Linked DNA regions of Mus musculus: region 1 is linked to region 2. A link is a contact called in public promoter capture Hi-C data. All regions are on one chromosome and are shown on one strand. Each heading gives the region's core, a stretch centred on a gene start, on an enhancer-like site or on the middle of the called end of the contact. The rest is flanking DNA. Distances are from core to core; before and after follow the strand shown. Region 1 overlaps Mtres1 (mitochondrial transcription rescue factor 1). Region 2 overlaps Pdss2 (prenyl (solanesyl) diphosphate synthase, subunit 2).

What was found. Capture Hi-C pulls out chosen DNA fragments and counts their contacts.
Region 1: a promoter capture Hi-C map of pancreatic islet shows a contact between it and region 2. The contact joins two enhancer-like sites. A contact is called at or near these places in 1 of 484 Hi-C or Micro-C datasets (pancreatic cancer cells) and 2 of 9 other capture datasets (adipose tissue and pancreatic islet).

The regions. Positions count from the first base shown.
Region 1 is chr10:43,524,936-43,530,687 of GRCm38.p6, forward strand. It overlaps Mtres1 (mitochondrial transcription rescue factor 1), which reads right to left. Exons shown (of 4, transcript NM_026411.2): 3 at 5,663-5,735; 4 at 184-473. The coding sequence ends at 294. Among named protein-coding and RNA genes, the nearest start is that of Mtres1, 13 kb to the right of the region's middle. Within about 2 kb of position 2,851, at least 92 of the 459 cell types and tissues checked have an H3K27ac peak or open chromatin away from gene starts, as enhancers often do. A contact at or near this core is called in pancreatic islet, where this site is marked.
Region 2 is chr10:43,437,500-43,443,109 of GRCm38.p6, forward strand. It overlaps Pdss2 (prenyl (solanesyl) diphosphate synthase, subunit 2), which reads left to right. Exons shown (of 8, transcript NM_027772.2): 8 at 2,300-2,749. The coding sequence ends at 2,458. Among named protein-coding and RNA genes, the nearest start is that of Bend3, 39 kb to the right of the region's middle. Within about 2 kb of position 2,367, at least 95 of the 459 cell types and tissues checked have an H3K27ac peak or open chromatin away from gene starts, as enhancers often do. A contact at or near this core is called in pancreatic islet, where this site is marked.

The sequences.
Region 1 (5,752 bases), core at 1,601-4,100, 88 kb after region 2:
CCCTGTCTGGAAAAACAAACCAAAACCAACAACATCAACAAAAACGCTGTAATGTCCTTTCTTGGCCTGGGCTCCTCCAGAATCTGTCTCTGCACACAACAAGGGGGCTCTCAGAATGCCAGGTCTAAGGGAGCACAGGCCAGCGCCAGAGGGAAACCCACAGACCGCAGCTTCCACAGAGTGCTCCGGTGACCCCATAAATGACAGGAGAACTTTATTTTAATAAAAACGTCCTCTTTTTATGCTCCCCCACCCCCTGACAATTAGGAGGCAGTCTGTGGGAGAAGTGATGTTTATTTAGACAGAGTCTTTTTAGGCAGCTTTAAGCTCTTCCATCGGCGCAACACCACCCGGTGCTTGTCGTTCTCAGTCTTCTCTTCATAGACCTTTTTCAGGAGAATTCGCATCACCACCTCTGTTCCTGTCTCTTTGTTCTCTCCAGTGATGAGATCCAAGGTATCTCCCACCTTCACCTGAGGACACAGGGAGACAACCTTTATCCATTCTGGGAAACTTAGGCCAATTCAAACAGCCCTGCTTTGCTTTAATGTGGTGACTGTCACATAGGAAGAGCAAGGGAGACAGCCTGACACTCTTGAGGCTGTCACCCTAGTTCTGAACTGCATGGCTGGGAAGGCATACAGGAGGGGGCCTCAAGCACAGGGGCCAGACTGCAGGCAGCAGTGGCTTCCATCTGACATCCACGCCTGGCCTGCCGAGGATTGAGGCTGGGGAAGGTCATCGGTCAGGTCGCTGAGGGACAAACCTGTCTGTCTGGGCAACACTGAAAGGTAGGGCACAGCCTTAGCAAGAATGTGCAAAAGACAGCACTGCATGCACCAGGAAGAAGGCAGCACTAAGCTTTAGCCGGGATGCCCTAAAATGGGATGGGACAGTTTCATAGACATCAGTCATCATGGTTGCTGGCTGCCCCATGAGAGAGACTCATGGAAAGAGACCAGCTTCAGACCACAGAGGTGGACAGCACACAAGAGGCGAGTTGGCTCCAGGAGCTGAGGCCAAACTAACCTTACCAGAGGACTTGCTGCTAAAGCTTGTCACCCTGGAGAGCCATGTTACCACCAGGCCCTCTGCAAGGACTTGGTCCATGTTTGGCACATGGCAACACCTGGCAGATACCTGGTTCACTCAGCTCATTAGAGAATCTGGCCAGGAACTCAGGAGGTGCTCAAAACAGCCTGGCTACACGCTGCTGTTTCTGCCAAAATATAAGCCAGAAAGAGCATGGTGCTCCCCCTCCCCCACCCCGAACCCCCACCCAGCTTCTATTGAGTAAAGCATCTCATATGTGGGCCGCTGACTCTGTTGAAGGGTCTGAAGGGATTGCTCAGTGATTAACAGTGGTCACTGTTCTTGTTTGCCTTGCTGTGCACATGCTGCACAGACACACATGTGGGCAAAACACCCATTCACATAAAATAAGTTATTTACAGATTTTAAAATGAGTATACTAAGACAAACAAGAAACCAAGCCCCCCCCCCCATAAGCGGTCATGCACAGCTTAGAAACTGGTCCATTTCATTCAGTCACTTCCGTCTTTTAGATGCATTTGTGTGTGGGCATCGGCCTGCGTGGATGGCTAGGTGCCATGTGCACGCCTGGTTCCCCTGAAGGTCACAGGTAGAATGGAGCTCTTGGAATTGCAGCACAGGCAGTTGTCAGCCACCATGTGGTACTGGGAATCGAACCTGGAACCTCTGCAAGAGCAGCAAGCACTTTTAGTTGCTGAGCCATCTCGAGCCCCTAACTTAAAAATTTCGAAACCATTTAGTTTGGGGTGTGGGACACACTGTGTGGAACTTGAAACCTCTGCAGAGCTGTTCTCTCCTTCAACCACATGGGCTCAGGGAAGGGACTTTAGTTACGAGGCTTGGCAGCAAGCACCGCTGTCTGCTGAGCCATCTCACCAACCCAGTTACTTAGGCTGGATATGGTTGCTCATGCCTATAAACCCAGCAGAGGCAGGAGGATTGCTGCAAGTTTTTAGTGAGATCATATTACAGAAAAAAAAAAAAGTTGAAGGAGACAGGAAAGGAGGAAGAGGAGGGGAAGAGGAAGGAGTAGACACTGCAAGAGTATAAAGGGGAAAGGAAGGAAGTCAGGCGTGGGGCCCAAGAGAGATTAATGGAGAGGTGAATACAATCAAAACATATTGCACACAGGCATGAAAAATGAAATGTTATTATGAATAATTAATATGTGCTAATAAAAGTGTTTTTAAAAGGGAAAGGGGAAAAAAGTGATGACATTTCTTCCTTCTAGGGCTCAGACAATGTTTGCTCTTAGTGCAGCCAGCTCCTGGGAGGGGAGTTTAAGGCAGGGTGTGTGAGTGAGTCCCCACACTTTGGCTTCTCAAGCCACCTCCGCAGAGCAGGGTTAACACAGCACCGTGCACTCTGGACCCCGCCTAGACTGCAGAACACACAAAAGCTTTGCTCAGTGGCAGGCGGGGAACAGAGGGATTGAGCTGCAGCACCAGACAAGCTGGACCTCAGGGCCTGTGGCCAGGCTCTGGCTCCACGGAGCAGGCTGGGGAAGCAGGCATGCTTTATTTAGTCCCATCCAAGGCCTGGTCCTCTCAAGACACAAAGCAAAACTGGCTGGGGTTAGGGGCTGTTTCAAATATCTACATTTCAAATCTCTGCTTAGCTGCAGTTTCTATGGCTACCAGGCTTCTTAGTAACGAGGCAGGGAGCTAGTGTTAATGCCGGCCTCTGCCTTTGCTGACCCTCAGGAGGAATCTGGAAAGCGGCTGAGGCAACAGAACACCCAAGGCAGGAGGAGCAGAGCAATTAGGCTGCAGCTAACAATACCTCAAAGCAGGGGAAGAAAAACAGGCTTATGGAGTTTGCAAATGAGTCCAGCCAGGAGGGCATCCAGAGGTACTGCAGCCCAGCCACAGCCCAGAAAGCAATAGAGAAGGGTGGAGAAGGCCCATCTGGAGCAGTGGCTTTTGTGCAGCTCACTGAACAATGGCTGCCGGGTCATCCTGCACCTGCCAGCCAAGGTTATCAGAGCTCCCGGGCCTCGACTAACAGGTGAGACAAGAATGGAGGCCATCTCTCTGTGTCCACACAGGCAGCAACAATGGACTACATCATCCCCAGGAGCAGGCACTCAAAGTCTCAATGTTCACCGATGCACACATGACAGACACACTTCCTGTTCCACACCCCAGGGCAACTCCAGGTAGCTCAGATCCTGCCCTAGCAGGCCTCGGAACATGAAAGGAGAATAAAAACCACCCTTCAAAACCGTCTGCCTCCTCATTACCCCTCAGTGCTGATGGGTTACGCTTCCAAGCAAGGGCCATAGGTTTTAAGCCACCCTCTATCCCCAGACAGGTGTCACACATCTCAGGCTGGCCTCAGATTCAAGCGGGGATGCCCTTGAATTTCTCACCCTTCCGCCTGCCGCATGCTTGAACCTGGGGCTTCTTTCACATGCTCGGCAGGCACCCTACAGGAGAGCTGCGTCCCTAGTCCCACTTCCAAACTTTTAATTAAAGCTTTCTTACATTTTCCTTATTGAGTTTTGTTAAGTGATAATCTCATGGTTAAAAACCATGGTAGAACATCCGTGAGGCAAAGGCAGGCAGATCTCTCTGAGTTCAGGCCAGCCTAGTCTTACTTAGTGAGACCCTGTCTCAAATACACAAAAACCTCATTATCTGTATCTCAGAGGGAGGGTGAGGCAGCCAGGCCCGGCACCTTGCAGCAATGCCTGACGACCGAGTTCTGTCCCTGAAACCAACATGGAGGGTTGGTGGGAAAGAAGCCACTGCTTCACGCTGTCCTCTAACCTCCACCTACATCCATGCCGTGACATGCATGTCCTACACTCCCCACTCCCCAACTAAATATATTTTTTTTAAGCTGGAAAATAAAAGGCATGAAGGAAATTAATAGAGGAGAGCTGGGGAGTTGGCGCGGCAGCCAGGCACAGTTGTTGCTCTTGCAGACTTGGACTTGGTACCCAGCACTCCCACAGCGGCTCACAACCATCCTTAACTCCAGCTCTGGGAGACTTGGTACCCTCTTGTGGCCTCTGTGGGCAGCAGGCATAATTATGCACAAACATATTTGCAGGCATTTATATACATAAAATAAATTAAAAAAATAAAATTCAAAATATAAAAGGCATGAAGAAAATGACTACAGCTGGAGGGGCGGCTTAGCAGTTAAGAGCATCTTCCGGCCAGCTGCCTGTTGCTATTGCAAAGGACCCTGGTGTGGTTCCCAGAAATCACTGTGGCTCACAACCAATCACCTGCAACTCTAGTGCCAGGGGGGTCTTCTGACTTCCACAGGACTGCATGCGCACGCGCACACAAGCAAGACACTCAAGCACAAAGAAAGCTTAATACATTTGAAAGCTTAATAATATCCCATAAAAACCTATTTTAAGATAAATATGAGTAATATTTAATTCAAAATATATGGAGCATATTGAACATATGAATACATTATTTTGTTGTTGTTGTTAAGATAGTCTTGGCCAGCCTGGAACTAGATGAGATGAGCAGATCTGGCTGGCTGAATCTGTGGCAGTCTTCCTGACTCTGCCTTTGTGTGTGTGTGTGTTTATGTGTGTATGTGTGTGTATGTGTATGTGTGCAGACAGCATCTCAGGTAGCCCAGGCTGACCTAGAACTCCTGATCCCCGTTTCTCCATTTCCCGAGTGCGGCTTTACATACGTGCACTAAGAACACTGTTTAACAGAATTTTACTTTTACACGAGTGTGTGTATGTTTGTATCTGTGTGTGTGAGAGAGAGAAACAGAAAGATACAGACAGACAGGCAGGCAGACAGGCAGGCAGACAGAGAGACATGTTACACAGCAAATGTTGGAAGTACCTCCTTTTATCAGTTGGGGGTTTTGTGTGGTTTATTTTATTTTATTTTTTAAAATATTTATTTATTTATTATATGTAAGTACACTGTAGCTGTCCTCAGACACTCCAGAAGAGGGAGTCAGATCTTGTTACAGATGGTTGTGAGCCACCATGTGGTTGCTGGGATTTGAACTCTGGACCTTTGGAAGAGCAGTCGGGTGCTCTAACCCACTGAGCCATCTCACCAGCTTGTGTGGTTTATTTTTTGAGACACAGTCTCACTGTGCAGCCCTGGCTGACCTGGGACCCACATTCTGGCCTCAGCCTTCCACTCAGTGCTGGGGTGACAAGGTGTCACCACCCTGGCTCCATGTCTTTCAATTAGTAGTGCTAATACGAACTTGTTGGGAAATGAGGGGCATCTTTTTTGCCAGCTGCCTGTCAGAAAGCAGAGCTCCAAGGAGAGCCCCTGCTGAAGTGACCAGAGTCACACCCCTGCTTAGGTGACCCTGCTTGGTCAACCTTTCCCGTGTCATCTACTTGCCATGATTCCATGGGGCTAACGTTAATACCTAGATGTCTGAGTAAGGATGGCCGCAGTCCTGAGGGTGGCTGATTCCAAATTCTTCTCAGGACTCAATGGCCGAGAAGAGACAGTGGCCTGTAGGTGGTTCCCACAAGCATGACCAGGACTCAGAGGACCTCAGAGAAGGCACCAGGGCCCCCAGGGAGTCACAGGGACAGCACTGAGTAGCAGAGCGACAGACAGGACCGTGGGGCTGTCATGGCGGCGGTTTGGCTCACCGTTCTGCTTTTCTTCCACAACTTCTCCCCATTCAGTCTGAGTTCACCTTTGTAGAATGCATCTTCTACTTTGCTATTAAAAAGAAAAAA
Region 2 (5,610 bases), core at 1,117-3,616:
GATGGCTTCACAGGTATAATTACACTACACAAGCTTCACATAAGTTTGATCCCCAGAACCCACATGAAAATGGAAGAAGAGAACCTGATCTCATACCACAATTTTGTGGGTTTATGCATGCATGTGCACTCGTGTACACACATACACACACACACACACACACACACACACACACTGTAAGGAAAGCTGAAAACAAGAAATGTGGCCTCTTCTAATATCTGGAGTAACTGAGCTTCCCTGGACCTCTAACCCCTTTATCCTATAATTAGAGTAATACACCAGCATATATTTTTATTCATGTTTTATGTATTATACAGTATGTAGCTTAAAGTCTCACAGGGAAGTCAGTACGTGAGTAGAACATTAAAGTACAACACTGTAGTAACTGTACTCCAGAAGCACACAGGCTACTCCAGAGGGAGAAGAGCAGCTGGTCCCTGGTGCCATCGTCCTGGGTGGCTGAGTGCCTTCCACCCAGGTAGAATCCGGGTGGGAGGGGCTTACTAGGAGTGGACCGGCAACCCCAAGGGAGCCAGTGTGTCAGCTCTGAAAACTGCGGCTAGCTCCCCTTAATACATGAGCAGAAGACAGAAGGGAGAAAAACGAAGCTGGGAGGGACTGGAGAGAGGACTCTTGTTCCTCCTGGGGAACTTGAACTGCTAAGGCTGTCGGAAGGCAGTGACAGATTTTAGACGAGACCGTATTTGATTTATAAACCTTTTTGGCAGTGTGGCAATGTGGATGGAGCTTGGGAAGGATCTTTAGGATGTGAAAATAACCTAGCTGGGGGGAAGATGAGAACCCCAGTGTAGCACAGTTTAAAAAGTAGAAAATCAAAGAGCTCAAAGGAGCTGCAGAGATGAGGGCTTGCTGACTGTCAGTGAAGATGTCCACATCCGTCCAGCGGTGGCAATGCTGTCTGTTAGTCTCAGCACTCAGGAAGTAGAGGCAGGCAGCTCTCTGAGTTCCAGGACAGCCAGCACCTTCCTGGCAGGATATCCAGGTCAGAGAAACCCTGTCTCAGAAAACGAAAAGGAAACGTTCACAGGAAGGCTGTAATGCTCCCTGCTGTGACTCAGGTATCCAGGCAGTAGAATATCTCTGCTGTGGGGCTACCCCAGCGCCAGAGGGAAAGCCCTAGAGGGATTCCCACGGACAGTTCCGTGCTGCATCCCGTCCATAGCATGCATCTTCCATGACTCATAGACTGGGTCTTACTACCTGGCCCCACCCAGTCTCTAAGAGTCAGAGGAGTTGGCCTCAGGTGAGCTAGCCAGGGACTGCCTGGTGCCTAGGTGAGGGAGTGAGGGAGACCCTCACTGAGACTATTGAACAGGACAAGGTCATTTAAGTTCAAAAGATGAAGCCTTTTCCAACTACAACTATAATGATTTTGTTTAGTGTTTTTAAGATGTTATTGCTAGTCACTTGTATGGCCTGGCGCATATGCGTGCAGCTAGCTGCCTGTGGAAGCTTTGGGGAGCCGCCAGAGATGGAGGAGAGTGCAGGCCAAGGCAAATCTGCAGCCCCCTCTTTGTTTTTCTGTTTGTTGGTTTGTTTTTTGAAATAGAGTCTGGCCATGTAGTCCTGGCTGACCTCTAACTCACAGAAATCCACCTGCCTCTGCCTTCCAAGTGTTGGAATTAAAGGTGAGCATTGCCCGTCAGACCCTTTGGTTCTTTCTTTGGTCACAGAGAGAGACCGGAAGTCAATTTGCTGGCTGGTGAGAACCACTACATTAGCAAAAATGCTTTGTTCCATTTTCCCGAGGAAAATATTTTTGTTTTTAAATAAGTCATACTCAGATTTAATAATATGTGTTTTTCTTGAATTTTGATTATTGTATCAACATAAGGTGTTTGAATTGTTTTTTTTTTAAGTTTGAAGATGTTAATGGAGGCTCCTCCTCCCTCCCCACCCCCCACCCCCTCCCACACACACACACACATAAAATAGAGGCTGTTGAATTCGCTGTTGAATTCCAAATGCCAGAGATACCACAGCTTGGCCTTCATTACTGCCTTCCCAGCATGGGACTCTGTGCAGATCAAGGGGTGGCTGTGAGAGGAGCTGTAATTGGGCTGATTGGAGCCATTGTGCTGCTCTGGAGCGAGGCTCCCGTAGCCTTAGGGAGGTGATGGTGTCTGGAGAGCACCTGGAAACCTGTCCTCTTTCTCCAGACGAGAGAGCAGAAATACTGGATTTACGTGTTTCCTGTCCCTCACTCCCACCCCCAGTTAAATTGTGGTCCTCACTGTACAACCAAAACCTGACTTATTGTGCATTTATTTCCTAACAGTTGCGAGAAACAATCAAAGCTGGCAAAGGTGTGACTTCAGCTATTGACCTGTGTCGTTACCATGGAAACAAGGCACTAGAGGCCCTGGAGAGCTTCCCTCCCTCAGAGGCCAGATCGGCTTTAGAAAACATTGTGTTTGCTGTGACCAGATTTTCTTGACACCAAATTAAAAAGACACTATTGTTCCTTAGCTGAAAAACCCAGAGAATGAGGCGGACAGGAGAGCTTTTGGTGATGAAATAAGTAACGTGTTTAATGACTTTAGAAATATATGTATTTTTTTTTTCTGTCCTTTATCTGACTGCTTAATGAATCTATCCTTTGGAACCACTACAAACAAAACGAGAAGGAAAAAGGTCACGCGGTTTTCACTTGTCACGCCAGAGCACACTTGAGGCTTCAGCAACAGAAATAATTAATGAGACTCGCTCCCGTGACCTCAGCAAATGGACAGGAAATAAGTCCTTATTGATTGGACCAAGCCCGGGATGGCGCCAGGGCGGTGGCTGTGGTTTTCCTTCCACAGAGGACAGAGCAAGCTGGAAGCTGCAGGTGTCGAGCGAAGCACTGGATGCCAGCTCTGGGGGACACATCAACACCAATGACCAGTCTGTCGTAGTGGAGAAGACCTCAACGCATTAAGCAAAAGTCTGTGTTGCCTGCTGTCTTGAAATCATGTGCATATAGTGTGAGAGGCTTGGGCATCCTAGTTCTTATCAGATTTGGGAGAAGTGAAGGAGATGTTAAGCTGCCAAATACTTGAAATTGAATATTAAAATGTTACCAAGTGTTGACTCAATTGTATAAGAAAGTGTCTGCCTTTCTTTCTTAAAGATCAAATTTAGGACACATTTCAAGCTTGGCATGGTGGCACACACCTTTAATCTCAGCACTCGGGAGGCAGAGGCAGGCTGATCTCTGCGTTCGAGGCCATCCTGGTCTACAGAGTGAGTTCCAGGACAGCCAGAGCTACACAGAGAAACCCTGTCTGGAAAACAAACAAAAAAGATACAATTCAAAGGCCAGTTTCTATATTTCAAAAGCCACGTATCCATTTATGACACTTTGTCTGGGGGACTCCCTCTGGTGTCCCCAGCTTTCAGCAGTGTAACTGTAGTACTGGGCCTTGGTTGGTGAGAGTTTTGTTTTAACCTCAGAATGTCAACTTTTGATATTGAGACACAGACACTGAGTTCCAGAAAGAATACAAGCGCTCACATAGGCCTGCAATCGGATTCTGGCTCCATGCGGTTGGCAGACGGTTGCCGTGGTTTGCACAAATGCAATCGGAGAATCCCGTTGACAAGAAGGCTGAGTTTACATAACTGGTCTCGACTGCCTTTCCTCCTCCTGTGTGTAATTACAGCCCTATCTGGAGACAGAAAACACGGGAAGCAGATTGTATTACCTACTCTGCTCAAACACTAGGGAAGTCATCTTAGTTGAATTCCTCCTCCCAAAAGTTTGAAGCAGGCCCTCCTGTGGCCTGCAGTGAGGAGGACGTGTAAGCCCACAGAGGTTAAGCTGTTATGAGTGGACTCCAAGATAAGTGACTGGGTCACACTACCACAATCTATAGATTGCCCATAGAGCATTGCACTTGTCTGTTTGAAGCGAGTCTTCTCAGTGAGCATGGCTTAATTAGTAACTATGGTGACAATGCTATAGCTCTGAGTAGGTTCTAATCATTAACTTTCCTGAGAAGGAGCCTACCCCACGCCTCGGATCTGTTTCTCTGTGTGGTCAAAAGTCACTCCCCTCTCACCTCAATTTCCTCTCCTGTAACAGGAGATGATAGGAAATGAATGAGTGCCTTCCAGATCTGTGTATGAGTGACTGTCACACTGGAGTGGCCACTCCCAGCACTTTGGGAGGCAGAGGCAGCCCGGCTAAGCTACATAGTGAGTTCAGAGGCCAGCTTGGACGAAAAAGACCCTGTCTGAAAACATGCAAAGTTCACCATTTCTGATGACCTAGTAAACATGCTGCATGAGATAGGGGGGGAGGGGGGGATCTTGGAAGCTCTGACAGGCAGCTAAACGTCCAGTCTCCTCACATGACCTAAACCATTCCATCTGCCCTTATATGACATGTGACATGGTCCTGGATTCCTGTATTTCAACACCCACCTTTGCTTCTTTGGGATCTTTCTACCTCTCTTTTGTCTTCCAAGAGCTTCTGTGACCTCTATTCTGTCTCCTCCTTAAAAAAAAAAAAAAAAAAAAAAAAAGCTGGGCCTGGTGGTGCACGCTTTTAATCCCAGCACTCGGGAGGCAGAAGCACGCAGATTTCTGAGTTTCAAGGCCAGGCTGGCCTACAAAGTGAGTTCCAGGACAGCCAGGGCAACACAGAGAAACCCTGTCTCAAAACAAAACAAAACCTTCAATTAAAAGTCTTGGTTTCGGGGGCTGGTGAGACGGCTCAGTGGGTAAGAGCACCCGACTGCTCTTCCAAAGGTCCGGAGTTCAAATCCCAGCAACCACATGGTGGCTCACAACCATCTGTAACAAAATCTGATGCCCTCTTCTGGAGTGTCTGAAGACAGCTACAGTGTACTTACATATAATAAATAAATAAATCTTTAAAAAAAAATCTTGGTTTCAGGGCCAGTGATATAGCTCAGCACATAAAGTCACTTGCTGTGCAAGGCAGGTAACCTAAATGCAATCCCTAGAACTGTATAAAGGTGAAAGGAAAGGCCAGGCAACAGTGTACTCCAGCACCGAGGAGGCTGAAGAAGGTAGATCTACGAGTTTGAGGACAGCATGGTCTACAGAGTGAGTTCTAGGACGGTCAGGGCTACACAGAGAAACCCTGTCTCAAAAACAAAAGGAAGAACAAACTGTATATGATTGTCTTCTGACCCCTCCCCCCACACATACACACATAATAAAATTCTATAACACAAATAATAAAAGTTTACAAAGGGAATACTTGTTTCAAGGCTGGAGATACGGTTAAGTGGTAAAATGCTTACCTCGCATGCGTGGCAAGGCTAGATTCAGTGCTATAATAAGAACACTATAGTAGAGCCGGATGTGGTGGCACACGCCTTGGGAGGCAGAGGCAGGAGGATCTCTGAGTTCGAGGCCAGCCTGGTCTACAGAGTGAGTTCCAGGACAGCCAGGGCTACACATGGAGCATTTTGTCAGGCCTGGTGGAGTAAGCCTGTAATTCCAGCTACATCAGAAGACAGTAAATCCAAGGCGTCCTCGGAAGCTTAGCAAAGCCCTAGGCGGAAACCCCAGCACGCGGGAGGCAGAGACAAGAGGATCAGGCATCAGGGGTAGCCTCGTCTACATGAGGAGTTA